2 separate regions of the Mus musculus genome follow, and region 1 is linked to region 2. Evidence: chromatin contacts called from public Hi-C data. All regions are on one chromosome and are shown on one strand. Each heading gives the region's core, a stretch centred on a gene start, on an enhancer-like site or on the middle of the called end of the contact. The rest is flanking DNA. Distances are from core to core; before and after follow the strand shown.

Region 1 (4,322 bases), core at 750-3,249, 430 kb after region 2:
TAACACCTCATTAGTCTCCCGGGGCTTAAGTTATGCTAAAAATAATCAACACATTTTGTTTAAATAAGGCTCTGCTACAGGTGGCCATGAAGTCCTCTTTGGCCATAGCAGATCAAGAACATTCCCCCGAATTTACTTCAAATGTTCCCGGAAGGCTTTGTCCTCAGTCCAAGGGAAGGATTATTTAAAATGAATGTGGAGAAGAGGAAATGAGTGCATTATCGTGAGGTCTCTGTGGCTCTGAGTTTGACTCTAAAGTCTTACACAATCCAGTATTGAATCCCACAGGCCTGAAGGCAGAGTTGCTTCTCCACTGGTTCTTTCTGTTGAAGGTTTGATGCCAGCCACAACTGAAGCTGGAAAGAGGCAGTATTGTCCGGTGCACTCTTGTCTCTTCTGGGGGACACTAGATCCCATGGCATCTGTATCTCTATTGCCTTCCTCCTGGTCTGAGTTTGGCCTCTGATCGAGAGAATTGTAAAGAGACAGGATGCTGCTTTTGGATTTCTGAGCTTGGGTAGTAGAGGGCCTGGGACCTTTGGAGAATTTTGAGTTGCTAGAGGAGTTACATTTCCTATGAGGCAGACCAGACCCCAGAAGAGGCCTCAGAGGAGGAGAGGGCATATGGGAGAGGGCCATGGCTTCTGTTTTCTGAGGCCAAAATCTCCAGTCGACACCTACAAGACCAACACTAGATAAGATGAAGGAAGCGCCTGCTAGAATCTTGAAGAAAGGGGAAAGGATGACTATTTAGAAGCCGCTGAGCTGGGGGTGACTGTCATAAAACAAGAGTCACCAAGCCACCTCCTCCCTGGCTTTCCTCCTCTGTGTTCTTCACTCACTCGCGGCCATTCACCCATTCCCTCAGCTCCTAAGCTCCACGTGAAGGGATTCGTTAGTGAGAGCTGTGGAAAGTCAACACCAAGATGGAATGTATGTCCTTGGAGAAGGAGGAAGATGGATCAGAACTCCTTCTGTCTGTCACTCAGTCTCTCAGAAAATGGCACCTGTGAGCCGGAAGGGCCGGGGAGACACCTTGATCTTGGGCTCGGGTTTCTAAAATTTTGAGAAATGAGCATCTATTTCACGCTGATGTGTGGTCTGTGGCCTCGTCCTAGAATGGGTTGAGCTAAGTAGTCACCTCAGCACACACTTCCTATTCCCACAGGATGGAAAATCCCTTCCGTTTCTTGGAAAAGCAAGACGATTCCTGGGAAGGTTGGGTGATGGCCCAGACGTCTGTGTCTGAGCTCTGAGAGGAATGCAATGCTGTTTTAATATTTTTCTTTCTTGTTCTTGTGTTCTCTCTGCATGAAAATAGAGATACCACCTACCCTCATGGGGCTCAGTAGCAAAACCCGGTGCTTCAGAGCTGACTGTGTTGGTTAAAGGAAGGCGAGTCATAGTTTAACTATCCAACTCTGAACATTGCATTATGCTATAAAGTTAGAGCTAGCTCTAAAGAGAATTTTCCCAAGTAACCCTCAAAAAGCATTGTGGTCATGGTCAAACCACAGCAGATTCAGAATTCCTCCACTCAAGTTGAGGATTGCAGCTTGTTGGGAGCAGAGAAACTAACCACATAGCCTGATGTGGGGAAAGAAAAATGTCCTTTTGCAAGTACACTAAAGGATGCTTACACAGACCTGTGCAATAGCCTTAGCAATAGTCTAGCAAAGATTTTTTAAAAAGTACTGTTGTAAGACTGTTACTTGACTGAATTCAGAAAACTTAAATTGAATGAATAAAAGTGGGGGTAGAGTAGGTGAATGTATGTATGTATGTATGTATGTATGTATGTATGTATGTATGTATGACTGGGATGGGTAGAGAGAACACAGTGTATCCATGTGTCTTGTATATGACTGAGAACAAGAGGAAGCAGGGTGGATGACAAGGGATGAGACAGTCCAGACAGAAACATTCCCTGGGCTGTAGCTTGCTAAGACTTTTCTCATTGTTTCTCAGAGATCAGGAACTCCACAGCCTGACTTCAGTGTCGCTGGTGCCAGAGGCTGGAGTTTGGGACCTTTCTGTTCTTGGGTAATTATGAGCACTTTAATTCTGTAGGATAAACTTGTCAATCCCAACTGATCTCACTGTCTTTATATGCTCTCAAATTAGAGAACTTCCAGAATACGTTAAAGACCTAAAGGGAAATTCCAGCACCAGTGTGGCAGACAGTGCCGGCTACTTACCCAACATCCTCCCTCCTTCAGACCTAGCAAAGGAAACTCCATTTTGTTCCAAGAGTAAAAGGAGGCTTGTCCTGCCAGACTCATTATTTGTATCGATGCCCTGTGACTTAGTTTCTGGCCATGAGACATCAAAACATCTGGGAAATAGGACATTTCTCTTCCTTTATCCTCCCAGAAATAGGGTGGCATATAGGGGAAGTATAAAAGATAGTCATGGGCAGTTACAGGATCACTTGAGAGAAGCTAAAAGTCACTGACACTGTGAGTCCCGCTGGTACAACAAGACCCACCTACTGGCTCCAGACTTTGTTTTTCTCTGTGACAACTGACCAAGTGTCTCAGAAACTTCTTGTCATATTTTCCATTATTTTCAGCCAAAAGCATTTCTGGCAGACATTCTGAGTTGATTCGATTGTAAACTGTAGTCTGGGATCTGGTGCCCAGAGTGGGGAAAGGGAAAACCTGTTTTGAACAATACCCTATAAAGGCCAGTTCCTCCCAGGGTAAGAAAACTTGTATTCTTTTTGGCCTCAAACCCAGGCTGAAACTGAGTTTTTAAATCAAATTATAGAGTATTAAGACCAGAGGGATTAAAAAAAAAAGATATGCAGAAACATCTGGGCTCCAAGCACCTCCTTTCTTCCATCTATGGAATCAGCCATCCTACAGGACTGCCGCATGCCAATTGAGCTAGATTCATTAGGAACTTTCCTTGGGGACTCTCTGTACCCCAAGTCCAGTGGTAAAATACAGAGCCTGAAATGAGACCTTAGGAAAGAAAGGCAAAGGAGGAACTGTTGACGGCTGAATCACCCATGTTATATAAATAATTTCCAAAATGTAAAATGCCCCCAAACATGATGATGATGATGGTGATGGTGATGGTGATGGTGGTGGTGGTGGTGGTGGTGGTGGTGGTGGTGGTGGTGATGGTGATGGTGATGGTGATGGTGATGGTGGTGGTGATGGTGATGGTGATGGTGATGGTGGTGGTGGTGGTGGTGGTGATGGTGATGGTGATGGTGATGGTGATGGTACTGGCACTTCTTGGCTGCTGTTTGTGAAAAACAAGACTTGTTTTTGTTTTTTTTTTTTTCTTTTCCTCTCTAGCCAGCTAGCATTTACATTTCCAAATGAATGGTTGAATTCATTCATCCTTTTCCACTGGTCTCATAACAGGAAGCAATTAAAGTGTTTCAAGTGACTCAACAGCCCATGTGAAAAATGAAAGAGATTAACAAATCATCTCTCCCTGCCCATGAGCCCTCGAAACCATCTTTGGGGTGCCTGAGAGATGTGCTGAGGAAACCCCAAACTCTCGACAAATGGTAAGAAAGAGGCTCCAGTCTGCAAGCTAACAAGACTAAGTTGTAGACTGTTGTCACCAACGGCCTCCTTATTTTCAGAGCTGGTCCCTTGCTGAGAACAGATATAAAAATGGTGGACGGGAACATGTGATCGTCAGAACCTCAGATAAACGAATCCCAGTGCATCTCAAGGAGACACTATGAGAGCCTCGAAGGTCCTTCATGCCCCATGAATTCCATTCACTCTTGGGAGTGAAATCCCCCTGGGGACATCCATCTGCTGACTCACAATTCCCTGATTCCATCCCTGACCTCAAGCTGTACTACAGAGCAATAGTGATTAAAAAAAACACAAACAAACAAACAAAAAAAAACAAAAACAAAAACAAAAAACCACATGGTATTGGTAAAAACATAGGCAGGTAGGTAGATCAATGGAATAGAATTGAAGACCCAGAATTAAACCCAGAGTTAAACACAGGATTCCATGTTGGATGCATAGAGGACACAACCTCCAGTGTCAGAAGCCACCTGTCAGTCACGCAGAAGACAGAGCCGAGCACTACCTCTTTCTTTAAGGGATATTGCCATTCCCTCTGTGTGGTCCCTGTGACACTGTCCCCCAACCCTGCCACCCTGGTCAAAGAGGTGAGTCTTTGAGGCACAGCCAGATTCCCTCCTCAGTGATACAAACAGCTTCCAGGACACTTGGCCTAGAGTTGTCAGAAATGTGGGGGATGCATGACTAATCAAATAGAAGATCTAGAGTTTTCGATTATGTAAACCATTAAAATCGCTCTTTGTACTGAAGTTAGCA
Region 2 (4,283 bases), core at 1,378-3,877:
TAAATGTAAAAATCATAGATATCAAGAACAAATAAAGCCAGGCCGTGGTGGCACACGCCCTTAATCCAAGCACTTGGGAGGCAGAGGCAGGCGGATTTCTGAGTTCAAGGCCAGCCTGGTCTACAGAGTGAGTTCCAGGACAGCCAGGGCTACACAGAGAAACCCTGTCTCGAAGAAAAAAAAAAGAACAAATAATATATGAATAATGAATAATATATGAATAATCAAATTCACAGCCACAATGAGGTCACCAAGGTTTGGAGTAAATAGAATAAGGAGTTATTACTTCATTGTGAAAATTTTCTGATTTTTTTTGATGTGATTAAAAATGTTTAGAACACAGAAGAAACAGTTGCACAAATTGTGAATAAAATCAATACCAGTGAATTGTACACTTGCAAATCATTAAAATGGAAAGTGTAAAAAAAAATAAATGAAGGTAAGTTTAAAAAGCAACATCACTGACAAAGCAATAAGGAAAAGAAGACATCATACCAATACCTTTCTATGCATTGTGCCCGGGATAGAGGAGGCTGGCATTTTTGATTATGAATTTCTCGGGCAGCAAGTCTAGCTTCTGACAACTGAAAGACAGAACAAACGTTTGTGTATTTGTTTGTTTGTTTGTTTGTTTATCAGAAGGGCAGAACACACCATCAATATTACTCCCTCTTTATCTAGAACTTCCCAATCTCTAGAACTCTTGTGAAATAAATAACTGTTGTTTTTCAATATTCTCATTACCAACTAGAAGTTGCAAGGAGTAATGGCACACTCAGGAGGCAGAGGCAGGTGGAGCTCTGTGAATTTGAGTTCAACCTGGTCTACATAGTGACCCAGGACAGTCAGAGCTACACAGGAAGATACCAAAAACTAACCAAAAACAAACCAAAAGAAACTAATAAATAGCAAAACTGAAGTTGTAAGTTGACTACCCAATACTAACACATCAAATCTTATAGGGAACTAATTTTCATTTAAGACAATAACACATCTGTATCAAAGTTCAGAGTTAAGTATTAACTTTAATGCCCAGAATTTAAAAACAAAATCCAAAGCATGAAATTTTCATCCCTCCTAAGATATTTATCTTGGGGTGAGAGAGATGGCCCAGTAGTTGAGATCAAACACTACCTTAAGACCTAACTCTATTTAAAACACCCACATCAGGAGGTTCATAACTGACTGTAACTGCAGTTCTAGGGGATCGGAGGATCTCTTCTGATATCCATGGGTACTTGCACTCATGTGTGCATACCAATAAATAGGTGCACACACATATACACATAATTAATCATTAAGCTGGGCAGTGATGGCACACATTTATAATTCCAGGACTCAGGGGGCAAAGGCAGGCCAGCCTGGTCTACAGAATCAGTTCCAGGACAGCCAGGGCTACACTGAGAAACAATGTCTCAAAAAAAAAAAAAAAAAAAAAAAAAAAAAAAAAAAAAGGAAAAAAAAAATCTTTAAAAATACCAAATGCACTAAAATAAAGAAATCCTTTTATATAATGCTTAAACTTCATGTTTACTGGTTCATTCTCCGTAAAACTAGCCAAAATGTTACTGTACCTTTTCATCTTCCCACTGAAAAAAGTTACAGTCTTTTCTATCTCTACAGGCTGAGCAGGCATAAAACTTTCGTGTTTCTTCCTTCCCTTGGTTCACTTTTACAAAGAGAAGAGTAGGCCCTAGTTCCAGAATAGGAAGAAAAAATAAGTATCAAGCAGTAGTCTACACCAAGTTTCTCTGCCTTAAATAAAACTTATTTAGGCATTATACATAATTTATAATTCAATGTACTATCCTCTTTGATAAATCTTATTTTCTTCCATTGCAACACTGATGCATTTGAATATTAGAAATAATTTTTAAAACTGCTCTCTTCAAAAAGAAAATGCTTTCTGTTTACATTACAATAGTCAACAGCTGGGGTCCATGACGAAAGTATGCTTAAAAGAACAAACGCGAATAAAACAAGGGGGAAAGCCCGGAGAACTGCAAGGTTTGCCGTTACCATTTTCAGTGAAACCCTGAGCTTTACAGTTGGAAAGCCGCAAGAAGTAAACTTAATTAGGCTTCCAGGGTTTTGTTGTTTATTCTAACTTCAAAACAATAAAACCCCATCAATTCAACAAATTAAATTCCGCTAAGAACTTGTCAGCAAGAAGCCTTCAGCCCCGTGCATTCTACGTTCGGCTTTCTCCCTAACCTGTCCCCCAAAGCAGAGATGCTAACAGCTCTGGAGACAAAGCTCCAGCAGCCAGGACCTCTCTGGGGGTTTACTAAATAGAGTGACAAACACTTTCTGAAACCGGGTGTTATTCACGCATCACACAAGGTAAGGAAGAGGGGGTGGGAAAAAGCCTTCTCTTCCAGACACAAATCCGAAAAACCCGCAGAGCACCTAGCCCAAGCCTCGCCATTGGCGCCGCCGGCAAGGCTGAGCGCAGACGCCGACCCACCGTGCGGGCACAGCGGGGCAGGAGCCGTGGGGTTCGAGGGAAGCGCCACCTCTACCCCGGACGCCCTACGCCCCGCGTCGCCATCACCCTCCAGGGACTCAAGACAGTCCATGGGCGCCGCCATCTTTCTGCCGAAGTCCCGAAAGCCTCTGTCCCAACCAAGGAGGCGGAGAAAGAGCGCCGCCGCGGCACGCGGAACCCACAGCGCCCCACGCGTCCTGGAGGAGCCATGCCGCCGTCAGACCCAGAGTGAGAAACTAAGCAGGACACCCACCCACCCACCCACCCACCCACCCACACACACACCCGTGGGGGTTCTGGGGTGAAGCTGGAAGGCCTATGCCAAGAGAGCACCTATAACCAGGAGAAGAGATGAATCTTTAGAACAAAGATCTGATTAGATTATAGATCCAAAAGAGCAACAAAGAGGTAAACAATGGCTGAACCACACAGCACAGCAGCTCTATTGCGTTTAACAATGCCAAAGAACTGTCTAGTCTTTTGGTTTGGTTCTGTTCTGTTCTGTTCTGTTCTCTGACAGGGTTTCATGTAGTCCAGGCTAGCCTCTAACTCCCCAGTAGCAGAGTGTAGCCTGGAACTCCTAATCTTTTGCCTCTACCTCCCAAATGCTGGGGTTACAAACACATGCCTCACCATGCCTGGAGCTCATCTAACACTTGCTCTTACACGTAATTATTGAATTCTCGTTCTCGTTTGTACCTCAGGAAAAGAATGTCGCCATTTGCCAGTGGCAGTTGTCTACATAAAAAATATCAAAGAATGTACACTTTTTAAATAACTTCTAGGTTAACTTGAGTTTGGTAAGTTTCAGGATATGAGACTAACATACCCTGGCAGTGATTGTCTAAACATAAAATTTAGAATACCACTTAGAATTTCCAAGCAAAAGAAGCATGTATTTGTTTAACGTACACAGGTCTCATGAGCAGAAAACTAGAAAATGTGGTTGAAAAAAAAATCAAGAAAGATCTAAATAAATGTGGAAGCGTGGTCTGTTCATTACACGGGAAACGGAACACAGTAAAGATGCCACCTCCTACCAGGTTAAGTGCAGACAGGTTGAGTGCAGTTTCTAGCAAAATCTCAGCCAGATATACAAAGTATTATTCTGAATTTTATAGGGAAAGGCAAAGAAATGGCTAAAATAATTTTAAAAGAAAATAACCAAGTGGGAGAGATCAGTCTATCTAATTCCAAACAGTGGTAGTAGTAGTCAAGGCTCATTCATACACACATCTGTCAATGAAATTGCAAATTGTAACACGCGTACATGCGTGTATACACACATGCACATGCACACACTCTGATCTGAATAAGGTACATGAGGAGGTATATAATTATGATAATAAAGCAGCCTTCAAAAATGATACAGTCTTCTCTTTTCTGAGGAAAAACTTTGGTGAGAAAAATCCCACACCTTAGATTTAGGTACACAGTTATTCACCAGTTTACAACAGGCACAAATTCTAGAAACTCTGCCACTAGGGGATTTTATTGCATAGGCATTAGAGTAAAATTTAAAAAACTGGGGAGGCTACAACATCACCAAGATCCTAGGTTTTAGGGTTTTTTTTTTGCGGGTGGGGTGGGGGAACATTTACGTACACATCCCATCGGTAACTGGAATGTTATGAGGTGTTAACTATGGTTGATAGACATCTATGTATTTATTTGCTAACAGGGTTATGATAATCATCAGTAAGTTATGAGTGTTTTTATTGCCTAATAGAGTCTTTACTTCATACTGGGAAATACTGGGGGCAGAAATACTCTGAAATCCTTGGAAGGATTCTGA

The links. Hi-C and Micro-C count contacts between places; a contact is called where the count stands out from the background.
Region 1: a contact with region 2 is called in a Hi-C map of adipose-derived mesenchymal stem cells, with 2.1 times the contacts expected there. The contact joins the enhancer-like site here to the promoter of Zcchc4 in region 2. A contact is called at or near these places in 2 of 39 promoter capture datasets (cranial neural crest and embryonic stem cells), 1 of 484 Hi-C or Micro-C datasets (adipose-derived mesenchymal stem cells) and 1 of 115 datasets of contacts at active chromatin or transcription factors (pancreatic cancer cells).

What each region holds. Positions count from the first base shown.
Region 1 is chr5:52,348,893-52,353,214 of GRCm38.p6, reverse strand. No RefSeq gene overlaps it. Among named protein-coding and RNA genes, the nearest start is that of Sod3, 13 kb to the left of the region's middle. Within about 2 kb of position 1,999, at least 16 of the 459 cell types and tissues checked have an H3K27ac peak or open chromatin away from gene starts, as enhancers often do. A contact at or near this core is called in adipose-derived mesenchymal stem cells, where this site is marked.
Region 2 is chr5:52,781,399-52,785,681 of GRCm38.p6, reverse strand. Zcchc4 (zinc finger, CCHC domain containing 4) reads right to left here and starts at 2,627. Exons shown (of 13, transcript NM_001308144.1): 1 at 2,468-2,627; 2 at 1,575-1,693; 3 at 502-584. The coding sequence starts at 2,591.